4 separate regions of the Mus musculus genome follow, and regions 1, 2 and 4 are each linked to region 3. The links are chromatin contacts, called in public Hi-C, HiChIP or PLAC-seq and promoter capture Hi-C maps. All regions are on one chromosome and are shown on one strand. The core of a region is the stretch at or near the end of the contact, and the rest is flanking DNA. Distances in the headings are between cores, read along the strand shown. Region 1 holds the start of Serpine3 (serpin peptidase inhibitor, clade E (nexin, plasminogen activator inhibitor type 1), member 3). Region 2 overlaps Fam124a (family with sequence similarity 124, member A). Region 3 holds the start of Wdfy2 (WD repeat and FYVE domain containing 2). Region 4 overlaps Ints6 (integrator complex subunit 6).

Evidence for each region. Hi-C and Micro-C count contacts between places; a contact is called where the count stands out from the background. HiChIP or PLAC-seq counts read pairs in DNA pulled down with a chosen protein or histone mark. Capture Hi-C pulls out chosen DNA fragments and counts their contacts.
Region 1: a contact with region 3 is called in a promoter capture Hi-C map of adipose tissue. The contact joins the promoter of Serpine3 here to the promoter of Wdfy2 in region 3. A contact is called at or near these places in 4 of 39 promoter capture datasets (HPC-7-derived erythroid cells, liver, stem cell-derived epiblast-like cells and 1 more), 1 of 484 Hi-C or Micro-C datasets (nephron progenitors), 2 of 115 datasets of contacts at active chromatin or transcription factors (bone marrow-derived macrophages and embryonic stem cells) and 2 of 9 other capture datasets (adipose tissue and embryonic stem cells).
Region 2: a Hi-C map of cerebral cortex shows a contact between it and region 3, with 2.3 times the contacts expected there. The contact joins the enhancer-like site here to the promoter of Wdfy2 in region 3. A contact is called at or near these places in 3 of 484 Hi-C or Micro-C datasets (cerebral cortex, liver and olfactory sensory neurons) and 1 of 115 datasets of contacts at active chromatin or transcription factors (forebrain).
Region 4: a contact with region 3 is called in an H3K4me3 HiChIP or PLAC-seq map of bone marrow-derived macrophages, with 4 times the contacts expected there. The contact joins the enhancer-like site here to the promoter of Wdfy2 in region 3. A contact is called at or near these places in 13 of 39 promoter capture datasets (the 3T3-L1 cell line, 3T3-L1-derived adipocytes, the C10 cell line and 8 more), 13 of 484 Hi-C or Micro-C datasets (the G1E-ER4 cell line, Th1 cells, bone marrow-derived dendritic cells and 8 more), 9 of 115 datasets of contacts at active chromatin or transcription factors (the SCID.adh cell line, acute myeloid leukemia, bone marrow-derived dendritic cells and 4 more) and 3 of 9 other capture datasets (adipose tissue, liver and pancreatic islet).

The regions. Positions count from the first base shown.
Region 1 is chr14:62,662,305-62,665,004 of GRCm38.p6, forward strand. Serpine3 (serpin peptidase inhibitor, clade E (nexin, plasminogen activator inhibitor type 1), member 3) reads left to right here and starts at 1,363. Exons shown (of 9, transcript NM_001199945.1): 1 at 1,363-1,412; 2 at 2,625-2,700. The coding sequence starts at 2,638.
Region 2 is chr14:62,606,642-62,609,341 of GRCm38.p6, forward strand. It overlaps Fam124a (family with sequence similarity 124, member A), which reads left to right. Exons shown (of 4, transcript NM_001243857.1): 4 at 1-1,844. The coding sequence ends at 14. Among named protein-coding and RNA genes, the nearest start is that of Gm52153, 20 kb to the right of the region's middle. Within about 2 kb of position 1,305, at least 8 of the 459 cell types and tissues checked have an H3K27ac peak or open chromatin away from gene starts, as enhancers often do. A contact at or near this core is called in cerebral cortex, where this site is marked.
Region 3 is chr14:62,836,288-62,838,987 of GRCm38.p6, forward strand. Wdfy2 (WD repeat and FYVE domain containing 2) reads left to right here and starts at 1,403. Exons shown (of 12, transcript NM_175546.4): 1 at 1,403-1,770. The coding sequence starts at 1,634. Gm26536 (predicted gene, 26536) reads right to left here and starts at 2,244. Exons shown (of 2, transcript NR_168886.1): 1 at 1,838-2,244; 2 at 614-1,733. Mir8098 (microRNA 8098) reads left to right here and starts at 1,434; the gene lies at 1,434-1,570.
Region 4 is chr14:62,702,236-62,704,935 of GRCm38.p6, forward strand. It overlaps Ints6 (integrator complex subunit 6), which reads right to left. Exons shown (of 19, transcript NM_008715.2): 12 at 2,449-2,661; 13 at 939-1,065; 14 at 136-278. Among named protein-coding and RNA genes, the nearest start is that of Serpine3, 40 kb to the left of the region's middle. Within about 2 kb of position 1,381, at least 2 of the 459 cell types and tissues checked have an H3K27ac peak or open chromatin away from gene starts, as enhancers often do.

The DNA of each region.
Region 1 (2,700 bases), core at 113-2,612, 170 kb before region 3:
GTTGCTATTCATATTTTATTCATCCACACATTGAAATATTTAGTCCATGTGAGAAATGTCTCGAGCATTTAAAGTTTTCCTGGCATTGTTTCATGAAAATGTTTTCAAAAGCAGTTTAGAATTGTACATTCATAAAGTTAGGAAATCACATTCACAGAAGTGACACAGCCAGATTGCCCAATTTCAGAAGTCGTTTCTCAGGCATCTCTCCGTACTGCTATTGGCAATTACTTAATTAATCGACTTTAGCTAAAGTCAGTCCACCTTAAGAACCTTGAGGCATCGCAAAAAGCCCTTGGATTTACTGCAGCTTTCTGTTTAACGCTGTCAGTGTAAACATCTAAAGTCCACGTTCAAAGTGAAAGACAAGAGTCCAGTGAGAGTGTAGCCCAGGCTGCTGATTCAATGCTACATTCCCCAACCAGGCCTAGAGCCTTGGGGCCCAGCAGGCAATCAGGAGCTAGTTCTTGGATGCACGAATAGATGGAATGAATGCTTTCTCTGGGTACTTTGACAGAAGTTAAATACATTTCTTTCCCCTGCCATACTGTAGCTTAGAGTCCAAGACACACAATGGTGAATTTACATCAAAATTCAAGATTTGAAGAGATTTCATATGAAACAGCTACAGAACTGTAACTATCCTAAGACCCAAAATACCCTTGGATTGAATATCTATGATTAAACTTTAAAGTGAATTGCCCACTGATTATAGGGGTGTGAGTACTTGTCAAGTTAAAGGGACCCCCCATGGGATCTCTCTTTCTTAAATTATTATAGTGGGCTTGTTGCACTGTATCTGAGGACTGTTCTAGGGCTCATATTACACAGCAGGTACACTCGATTTTGTTAATAATGGATGAGGCCAGCTGTCTTGCTCTAACCTGATTGAACCAGACTTTGCACTGCTTGCTTTTTTTTCTTTTTCAGCCCTGCACTTGCTGAAAGTTCCAGGCCATGCTCAAAGACTGACCTATTGTTTTGTTTCCAGGAGGAGGAGAGAGGCACTAGGTACCTGGCACCCAGCAAAAACCCAGAGTTATCTCGGAATTCTTCAAAGTCATAAAGGGCTAGATGGAGGGTTCCTTGCTGGTACAACCAGGTCACAAGCCTTAGAAGGCTTGATGGGCATGGCTGGCTCTGTCCCCGAGGCATACTCTGCTCTCATCTGGGCTTTGCTGCCTACAGCTGAGATGCTTCTCCTGGCTCCCTGCAGAACGTCCAGGCTCCAGGAATTTGGACGGAGTGGTAGAGACATCGCCGGCAGAGACGGCAATTACCAGCTTCCTCCCTGGGATGTCTTGTGATTCGGGGCACATTCTGCTCCTACTCTTTTAAAAAGGGCAGCATGTTGATGCTCAAGGCACAAGAACAGAATCAAACAAGGAAACTACCATTTGATTAAAGAGTCGGTGAGTATACAACACATCCCTGGTAGTCATGGCAGGACCTGGGTCACCAGGAGTCTGGGCATCAAAGTCTATTTGCTAAGGGTTGCAAGTGCTCTTGTCTCGGAAGCTGATAGAAGCTGCACGAACTCTCAAAGTAGGACTTGAAGCTTTCACTAATGACCTTAGAGTAAAGCCTACTTTCTCTCTAGACATACGCACCCATGCAAATTCCCACTCCGTGGGTTCCGAGGTCACGTGTATTTGTGTTCAGCCCTGAAGGGAAGAGCTGGGAAACATGGCTTTTTCTCTTAGATCTTTATTTAAAGGGAATTCCACTGAGCCCAGGCCTTTGCTTATAAGCTTGTATAGGAAGTGCTTTGGACTGGGTATTTCTCTCCCATTGGCCTAGTCTGATTCCACAGTTGAAGCAATTAGCAAAGATTGCTACTGTAGTGAAAGTGCTCTGCTCTGCTCTTCTTGCTCCCTTCTGGATTCCTTTGCTACTCATGGTAGCCCCTCTTCCTGGGAGGACACAGTTCTGAGGAGGAGCTTTCTATTATTATTGTTCTACTCTGTGGAATAATCTACTACGTAGCATGAAATCTAATATTCTAGGCCCAGCTATCCCATTCATCACTCTTAGAACATACATATATGTTCTTAATATTTTATGTAGTACTCTTAAAGGCCAGGATCTGTCATAACTCTGTTATTCTCCCCCTACCAGTGAGTCACTGAGTTCTCTAGAGCACAGCCCCCATGACTATAGTTACGATACCTAGTATGGATGTGAGAATATCAACCAAGAATATATAATCTTTTTAGCCTAAAAGATAAACTTTGAGTATGGTTAATATTATAATGACTCATAAGAAACATGGCTCAGCTATAAGCAGGCTAAGTACTAGGAAACCATAGGATGCACTTTGACATTTCTTAACATAATGACTTGTTTCACTATAACCAGGACTTTTCCAAGGCCTCACGTACAGTAAGAGGAGCAGATCTTCCAGCACGGGGTTGAGTTTTCAAAAAGATCCCAGCCCAACCAAGCATCCTAGACATGTAGGAGCATGGTGGGTAAGCAAGAAAGTGAAGCGAGACTGTCCTTTGGGCCATACCTGGCCACTGAAAACAGAGCCAGGTGCCCCAGTTCCCAGATGATGAGCCTTGTCACCTTGTCTTCCTTGTCACCAGCATTCTCTCTGTACTTCCCCTCCCTCTGAACTGCAGGTGTCCAGTCTCCATGCTGCCTCTCCTGCAGGTCACCTTCTTTCTTCTCTCCTCCTGCTTCTCAGCAGGAGGGGGC
Region 2 (2,700 bases), core at 55-2,554, 230 kb before region 3:
AGTTCTACATCTGAGCGCATCTTGGCTTTCAGACAGACTCAGTCACAGAAACTCGGGTACCACTGTGACCAGCTCTTTGTTCACAGGGTGCTCTCAGCCCCATTTGCCAGCTGACTAGAACTTAATTATCTGTCTTGGGAGACTGTTGGCATGTTGACCATGCCACCTATCCTTAGCTGACAGGTGCCATATTTCTAGAGGTTCAGAAAAAGGAAGAAGGAGGAGGAGGAGGAAAAGGAGGAGCAGGAAGAGGAGGAGGAGGAAGAGGAGGAGGAGGAGGAGGGAGAGGAGGAGGAGGAAGAGAAGGAGAAGAAGAAGGAGAAGAAGGAGAAGAAGAAGAAGAAGAAGAAGAAGAAGAAGAAGAAGAAGAAGAAGAAGAAGAAGAAGAAGAAGAAGAAGAAGAAGAAGAAACAAACACCTGACATTTTTATGGAAATACATTTTCAACACACTTAGCTCACAAAATCTATTTTTGAATGCTCAATTATACAGTATAATGCCTCATATAATTATTTGAACTGAAAAAGAAGACATAGCCAGAGCTGACTTGACAATTGTTCACACTCAGAAAGTAAAATAACTAAGGCCAAAGTGTTGAAGGGGGAAAGAACACCCAGGGACTGGCCCCACGTCAGTGTGCAGTACAGAATGCATGCCTTCCTAGTGCCCACTGTCACACAGGGACCCAGGACCGTAGAATCCAGAAGTGCTGCTTCCGGTGGGTGCTTCATAGAACAGCCAGCAACCTACAGCAGACAGCAGAAAGCCTTGCTTTGAAACCATTCAGCACTTGAAAATCTGGGTCTACACACAACTGGCTAGCAAGCCTTATAAAGACTTAGCATGAGTACCCAATGCCTTGCACACTTACAAAATACTCTGAGTATGAAAGCTACCTTTGCACACTCTTCCTCAGCCGACTCATGTTGGTAAGCAAGCCTGCAGACCGTCCCTTCTGGACTGATTTGTATAAGGGGATTCATGGCCTGCAGTTACAAATAACAGGTTATGAGGTATGCTGGGGAAGCAGGCAGGAGAATCTCTGACTTTAAAAAGCACACGTTTCGAAAGGGCTACATATATCTCTCCATAAATGACCAGAGCCATCTTTTGTAATTTGTAGCACTGTGCCCAGTAAACAGTTAAAATGCTTGGAACATTTTTGGCTGTCCTTTTGATTGTCCATGTGAGCCAGTGCCCCATGCCCCAAAGTAGGAAAGTGTGTGGTGCTGTCCCACAGGGCCAGCCTCCAGCTAGTGCGCAGGAGCCTTGGGGAGAGCGGACACTACAGTCACCCAGCTTCCCCATCTGTTGTCCGTTGCTGCCACCGTGTGAATGGTGACCAGACCTCCCAGTGAGGCTATGTTTACAACCCCACCTCACCAAATGCCAACTTCTGGCATTGGGATCAATGCCAAACTATCCCCAGATTCTGTTTAATCGTGGGAAAGAAAAGCATGGGCGTGTTCTGTTCCCTGCCAGCGTGGTGCTTCTTGCCTCCTCTCTGGAAGGGCCTACACCAGCTCAGATGCACTCTCGGAGCCTTTCCAGCAGGACCTTCAAGCTCTCTTACGCATCACTGTCCATCAGCCTCGGGTCCACCATCCTCACAAGGAAAGCCTGGGCCTCTCTCTTTGGACTTTGCAGGACTCTGAGGTCATCTCGGTGTAAATAAATAAAAACGTGGACTGTCCTGATTCTGGATCAACCTCTGAAAAAGCCAACCTCTGGAAAGGGCTAAATGATAAGTATTTTAAAGTTTGTCACATCATGTTTTAAACTTTATCCAAATGTGTTGCTATCGCTTCTATTGCAGCATGAAAAATAAAAGATATGTGAATGGGAGTGGCTGAGTTGCAATCAGACTTCATTTCTAAGAGCAGGTTATGGCCAGTATCGGCTCAAGTGGCAGTTGCGGAGCCCTCAAGACAGACTGCTGTAGAAGATTGGCTCAATTCCAGCTTAGGTTTTCCAAGCCTCTGCTGGGAAGATGATGATGGTGGTGGTGGTGATGGTGATGATGATGATGATAAGCCCCTATGGCTCACCCCAGCCCAGAACTTTGACTCCAAGTCAATAGCTGATAGTGATTTTAAAAAATATATTAACCTCAGAAAGGAGAAAAAAATAACTTAGGGTGATGGCACACCTCTGGGACAGGATCCAATGCATCACCACCAAGAGACAGGAAGGTAAAGGTGAGTGTCCTGGATCCCTGAGATGGCATCTGCCTTTGTTCCCCACAGTACCCCTGCTTTGGAATGCTAACCTCACAAGGATTATCTTTGAAACCCAACTCCAGTCTCAGTATTTCTACCCTTTCCTCTGTGAACTGTCCCCCCAGCACAGTCCCGTCGGCCAAGCTGAGTGATCCCTAAAAGACGTCAGAGATACCACACAGAAGAGAGGCTTGTCAGTACCTTTTCCTGCTGCAGTCCACTCCCAGGCTGCCCTGGACTGGCATGGGAGATGGAGGGAGTCTACCGAGCAGCTACCTTCTGTAAAACCTTGCTTTCTCCCTGTGCTAACCCGGTGCTCACCAGTGGATCCTGACTCTTGGAGCAGTACTGACCTTATGACAGATACTGAAGTCCAATAGGTGACACGTAGATTTGTTCAACTGAAAAATACTGAGATGGTGTCATAAGCTAGCCCTCTTCTAAAGTGGGTTCAGTGATGTAGGGAATAACCATCTTATCG
Region 3 (2,700 bases), core at 153-2,652:
AATAGTTCTCTTGGGCCTGTAGAGATGACTTAGCAGTTAAGAGAACTGGACACTCTTCCAGAACTACATTTGACTCACAGCACCCACTTAGAGCTCACAACTTTCCATAACTCCAGTTCCAGGGATCCAGGCACACACCTGGCGAACAGACATACATGAACGGAAGACAGCCTTCTGACTGCTTTATTCCTTTCTCTCTCAATTCTGTACAAACACTAGTCTGATTATTTCACGTAAGTGGAATCATAAAATAAACGGTCCTCTATGATTAGTTCCTTTCATTTAGCATTTTGCTTTCAAGGTTCGCCTTGCTTTGCTATGCTAATGGAAATCACAGATATCTAGTACCCCACCGTTTCTTTTGGACCTGACAGTAGCAATGTTTATCCTTTGAAGCAATACTACATTCCCCCCCCCCCAAAAGAGACTGTTTTACATCCCCACCTGAATTGTAAAGGAGTTCCAATTTCCCCATAGCCCAGTCAACATTTTATTCTCCTTATTACAGTCATTCTATATTATATTGTGATTGTATTTATTAACTGTCCGTTGTCACTGGAAAAGCAAAAATGTTCAATTGCTAGGGATTGGAAACAAGACTGGACAAAAAGACTTAGGTTCAAGTGTGAGTCCTTTATTCATAATACAAAGAGAAGATTGATACCATGATCTCTAAACTCCCTCAAAGAAGCTTGTATGAGAGTCTCTTCTTCCTCTACCCTCATATCTCACTAAAACCGGTGGCAGTGTGACCCCGAGAGAAGTCTTGCTCAGCAGGGCTTGCTCTTTAGTTCTCCCTCTTAGATACTACACTATTTCTGCCTCTGACTTGGGCAATAACCCACAGAAGGCGCAGAGTTTCGTTTGCCCACATCTCTCCTGGGCTGAGAAGTGGGCGTTACTGCTTTCTAGAACAAGGACGTCGAGGATGGAGGAAACTACAACCCCCAAGAGTCCACGCGGTGCTGGCAAGAGCCGTTTCTCTACGGCCGACAGCACAGCGCCCTCTCCGGTGTGTTATTGTTAAAACTTAGCGGTGAGTCATCTGCGCGCATGCACACTCACGTCCCAACTAGTTTAGCCTCTATCCTTCCTGCAGGCGCTTTTCCGGTGCGGCTGACGTAGGCTTTTCCCCGCCCCCAGAGTCTGGAGAGGGTGGGGCTCTGGGCACGCGCATTCACAGATTTTTTTTTTTATGAGGGAGGGGACAAAGCTTTGGGTGTGGAAGGGAAAGTAAAGGACTGCGGGGCGCATGCGTCCTGACAGCACTGCGGGCCTCGGTTACTTACGGGCGGCGGGGCGGAAGTGGCTCCTGGACTGACGCACGCGCATTGGCTGCTAGTGCCCATCCTCCGGAAGTGGGTTGGCCGCCTTGCGACAGGGCCCCGCCCCGCCCCGCCCCCTGCTCCCCGCCCCCTACTCTCTTAGGTGGCGCCGGCTTGCGGCTAGTGTGGCGGCGGTGTTGGTTTTGGAAGCCAGAGCGGGCACATTCCCTGGACAGGCGGCAGGGCTATGGTCGCTGGCTCCCAAAGGCCCGCTCCGCTTCGCAGCCCGATCCTGAGCGCAAGCCTGAGCGTTCTCTTCAGCCAAGTCCCCCGGCGCGTTCGGCTGCTCCCCGGGCGCGCCCCCTCCGATGGCGGCGGAGATCCAGCCCCAGCCACTGACCCGCAAGCCGATCCTGCTGCAGCGGGTCGAGGGGTCGCAGGAGGTGGTCAACATGGCGGTGATTGTACCTAAAGAAGAGGGTGTCATCAGCGTCTCGGAGGACAGGTACTGACTGCTTGTCCCCGTGCCGCGCGGAGGTCCGGCCCTGGCTTGGTGGGAGGGTAGACCGCACCTACTGGTTCAGTTCCCAGCGCGGTGGCCTTGGCCTCAGCAACTGGTCCCTGGCGGAGTCCGAGTGGCCCTTGGGTTAACAGTGCAGGAGACACCAGACCTGGTCCAGTTTTGGGGATGGGAAGGGCAGAGGGAGAAGCCGCCCAGCTTTGCAGGTGTTTTAGCTTAAAGGACCCTCCATGCACCGGGATGATTTGGAGGCGCTGCTAGTTGGTCCATTGTTTGGTTACCCAAACGAGAAAGGGAACGTATTTTCTTTCTTCTATACGGTTCACCGAATCTGTGTATCTCCAGGACATCTTTCACCGAACCCAAGGACTTATTAAATTGTGAAGAGAGTAACTTTGGGCTTCTGCGTGTGGCGCCTTCCTTTCCTAAAAGTTTATGTCTTGGAGCTCAAGGGGAAGTGACTGGAAGTTGCAAGGGATCACTTTTGCAGACAACTGCTTGAGTTCCTTCCCTTTGCCTACTTCCTTTCCAAGATTGCTTAATTAGCAGAAGTAGCTCTGGTTCTGCCTTCAGGATTCCCCTTTTGCGCTGTGTTTTTGATTTCCAGAGGAATGCCGCTTGAATATAGGGGATAGGGTAAGATATCTGAAATTACTATTTGGGTAATATCTACAAGCATTTTAAAATCAGTTGTAGCGTGGCAGAGGTATGTAACTGTCTGGGTTCTTAGCTTCAGACAGGCAGTTAGGTTTTCTTATTATAAGTTAGTATCATGCCGAGGTAGAGTTATTCTGTGACTCTTAAAATTGCAAAGATAAAGCAAAAAGTGCTCACTTAAAAAAAAATCGTTTCAGCACCTAATGTAAATTCAAACATTTTTTACTTGATTTGTTTCTTAGGTTCTTGAATATAAAG
Region 4 (2,700 bases), core at 131-2,630, 130 kb before region 3:
TAACCTCAATTCTTTAATTGATAAATTAAACTCTTAATATTAATACTTTAATGAGATATTCCTCCCCAAAAATAACTTAAGCTAAATTGACCACAGCTATCCAACAAATTATATCATAGAACATTTCAGAGTTACCTTTTTATCCAGTTTAAAGGGATTGCCAAATGTATGCAACCTTCGAGGCTGATCAGGATCAAGTTCTCTCAATGGAGAAGGTACTTGCTTGAGGTATTCCTGGTAATTCCCCATTTGTGCTATAGGTACACTGTGCACTTGATCTTTTCAGAGAGAATATATCAAACAAAAGTTATCATCACTAATAATTACTCTAGCTATCCCATATATGAATACCAACCCCATTTTACTACCCACTGGAAGTTAGTATAGAGCATGTATAAATGTAACAGCTTTTAATTCTTCAAAAGTAAATTTAAAGTACTAATTTTATCTTGTAGGCAAAATAAAGTAGAATTTGTAGAAAATAGTAGAGTGAAACTAGCACATGAATAAAGACGTGTAATGATGAGAAGGCTTTAGTCATAGCAAGAGCTCATGGTGTGAATTACAACAGATGCCATAGAAACAAGGAAGTAGCAGAATATGCCATGAAATGGTCACCCAGAGTCAAACTATCAGATGCTAACACAGCCCAATAAAATGACCGTAGGAGTCCAGGTGCCTGAAGAAGTGTGAATAAACTGGTAAGAGGAGTTGTGGTTAACAATGACATGAAGGAGAAGTGTAGAAAATAAGGGATGAATCACCCTTTTAAACATTTTTATTTTTAATTATATGAATGTATATCTGAGTGCTTTACATCACCTACTTGAATTAATGAGAATACTACAAGTTTGTACAATGTATATTATCATCTCCTTACCAATTATAAAGAAAGGTTGTTTTAAAAACAGAAATAATATTTAAAATCATACTCTAACCTTCATCCTGGCCTTTAAGAAATTTGCGGGTGCTCTTTAAAAGGTTCGATCTCATTCTTGTTAAATGATCCAGAAGGTTCCGTCTTGGTATATCATAAGCGTTTCTAAAGGTCTGAGGCTTCAAATCCTACACAAACACAGTCAAGGATAAAATATTTCTAAAAAGAATTTAAAATCTCTTTAGCCTGCAGCATAGGCTCAAAAATGAAATTTAAAATAACTAAGCTAACTAGGCAGCTTTGAAAGAGCAAAAGAAAACAAACACACGACGATACAATATTAACTACAACATTTTAAGGCCAAAAGATAAGACGTTTTCTGGTAAGCTCAACAAAATAAAGCAACCGCTAAGTTTTAAGATCTTTTAGTATGCTCTGGGTAAGGGAAGCAAATCAGTTAACAAAAGCCCTTCTTTAACCTCTAGAAGAGTTTGATCAGCACTCTGCTCTCTGAGCATGTGGGCCTGAAGAGCAAGCATGTGAGCTTACAGTTGGCTGACATCGTCACACATAGCTTAGAGCACTTTCATGGTCTGGATGTCAATATCTTGATTCCAGTCTTTTATCACAAGTTCTGTGCTTCTCTGACCTGTACCTTGCCTACTTTGGTTTTCTTTTCTTCTTTTTTAAAATATATATAGTATTGAGAGTGAAACCAGGGGCTCTCAGATGTTAGGCAATCATTCGACCATTCAACTACATCTCAAGTTATACCAGTTCACTGAAGAGAGGATATTTAATTTTAAAAAGGTTCAATTTACCAACTTTTTGGGTTTGTGTTCTTTTTGGATTTGTGTTATACTACAAAAATCTTCATTAGCTTTAAACACTATGAAGATGTTTTCTTTTTTTCTTCTGTATGCTTAAGGTTTAATTCTTATGATTATGATTACATCAAATATGAGGTAATTATGTTGTATAGGGATACCCACTGCTGTAGCTACTTTTAAGAGGCTTTTCCCACTTTGATTCCCATGGCATGTTAAATGACTGTGTGTGACCTGCCCTATTCCATTCTACCTCGCCTCTGTATTTAACCACACAATCACTTTGCCATAATCACAGCAGTTTTTCAGTTCTAAATTACGCATCTGCAATTGTCCAAACTTTATTCCTTTTCCAAAACTGCTTCAGCTATTCCAGACTCTTTGTATTCCCATATATCAGCTCGGCTATTCTATTGTCTACAGAAAGGTTGCTGAAAAAAATAATTTTAATAATGAGTTATAAAGCATGCTAAGGTCTTAAGTGTAAGTGAATTCTAATATCAGCTCTGTAACTTGATGGAATCTTTAAGCCGTTGTTTTCACTATCAATCAACTCATTCATTCACATACTATATACAATTTCTGTTTTAATTCAAAGGTTCAGTGGTAATATATTAAGTATCATTCTACAGCCATATAGAAGTGAGCCTTTTGAAGCCTCGACAAACTGTTAGTTAATATGAACTATAACTTGCTCTATGACAGACTACAACACAACTAAAGCAATGTTAAACTGACTGTTACCTTATTTAGTAAAGCAACCTGGAACCCAGTGTACTCCTTCATATTAAGGTCTAGCAACCTGTGGGGGACATCCTCCGAAATACCCTGCAGCACTTGAAAACCTTTCCTATGCGCCATTGACAACCCATGTGACCGGCTTCGGACTTTAATTCCAGTTTCCTGTACTACTTTTTTGCCTACGGATCCGATGACTCTATCAGATTCAATTTTGGCCTAAAGTAAAAAGAAACAAAAATTGTCTTAATACAATCT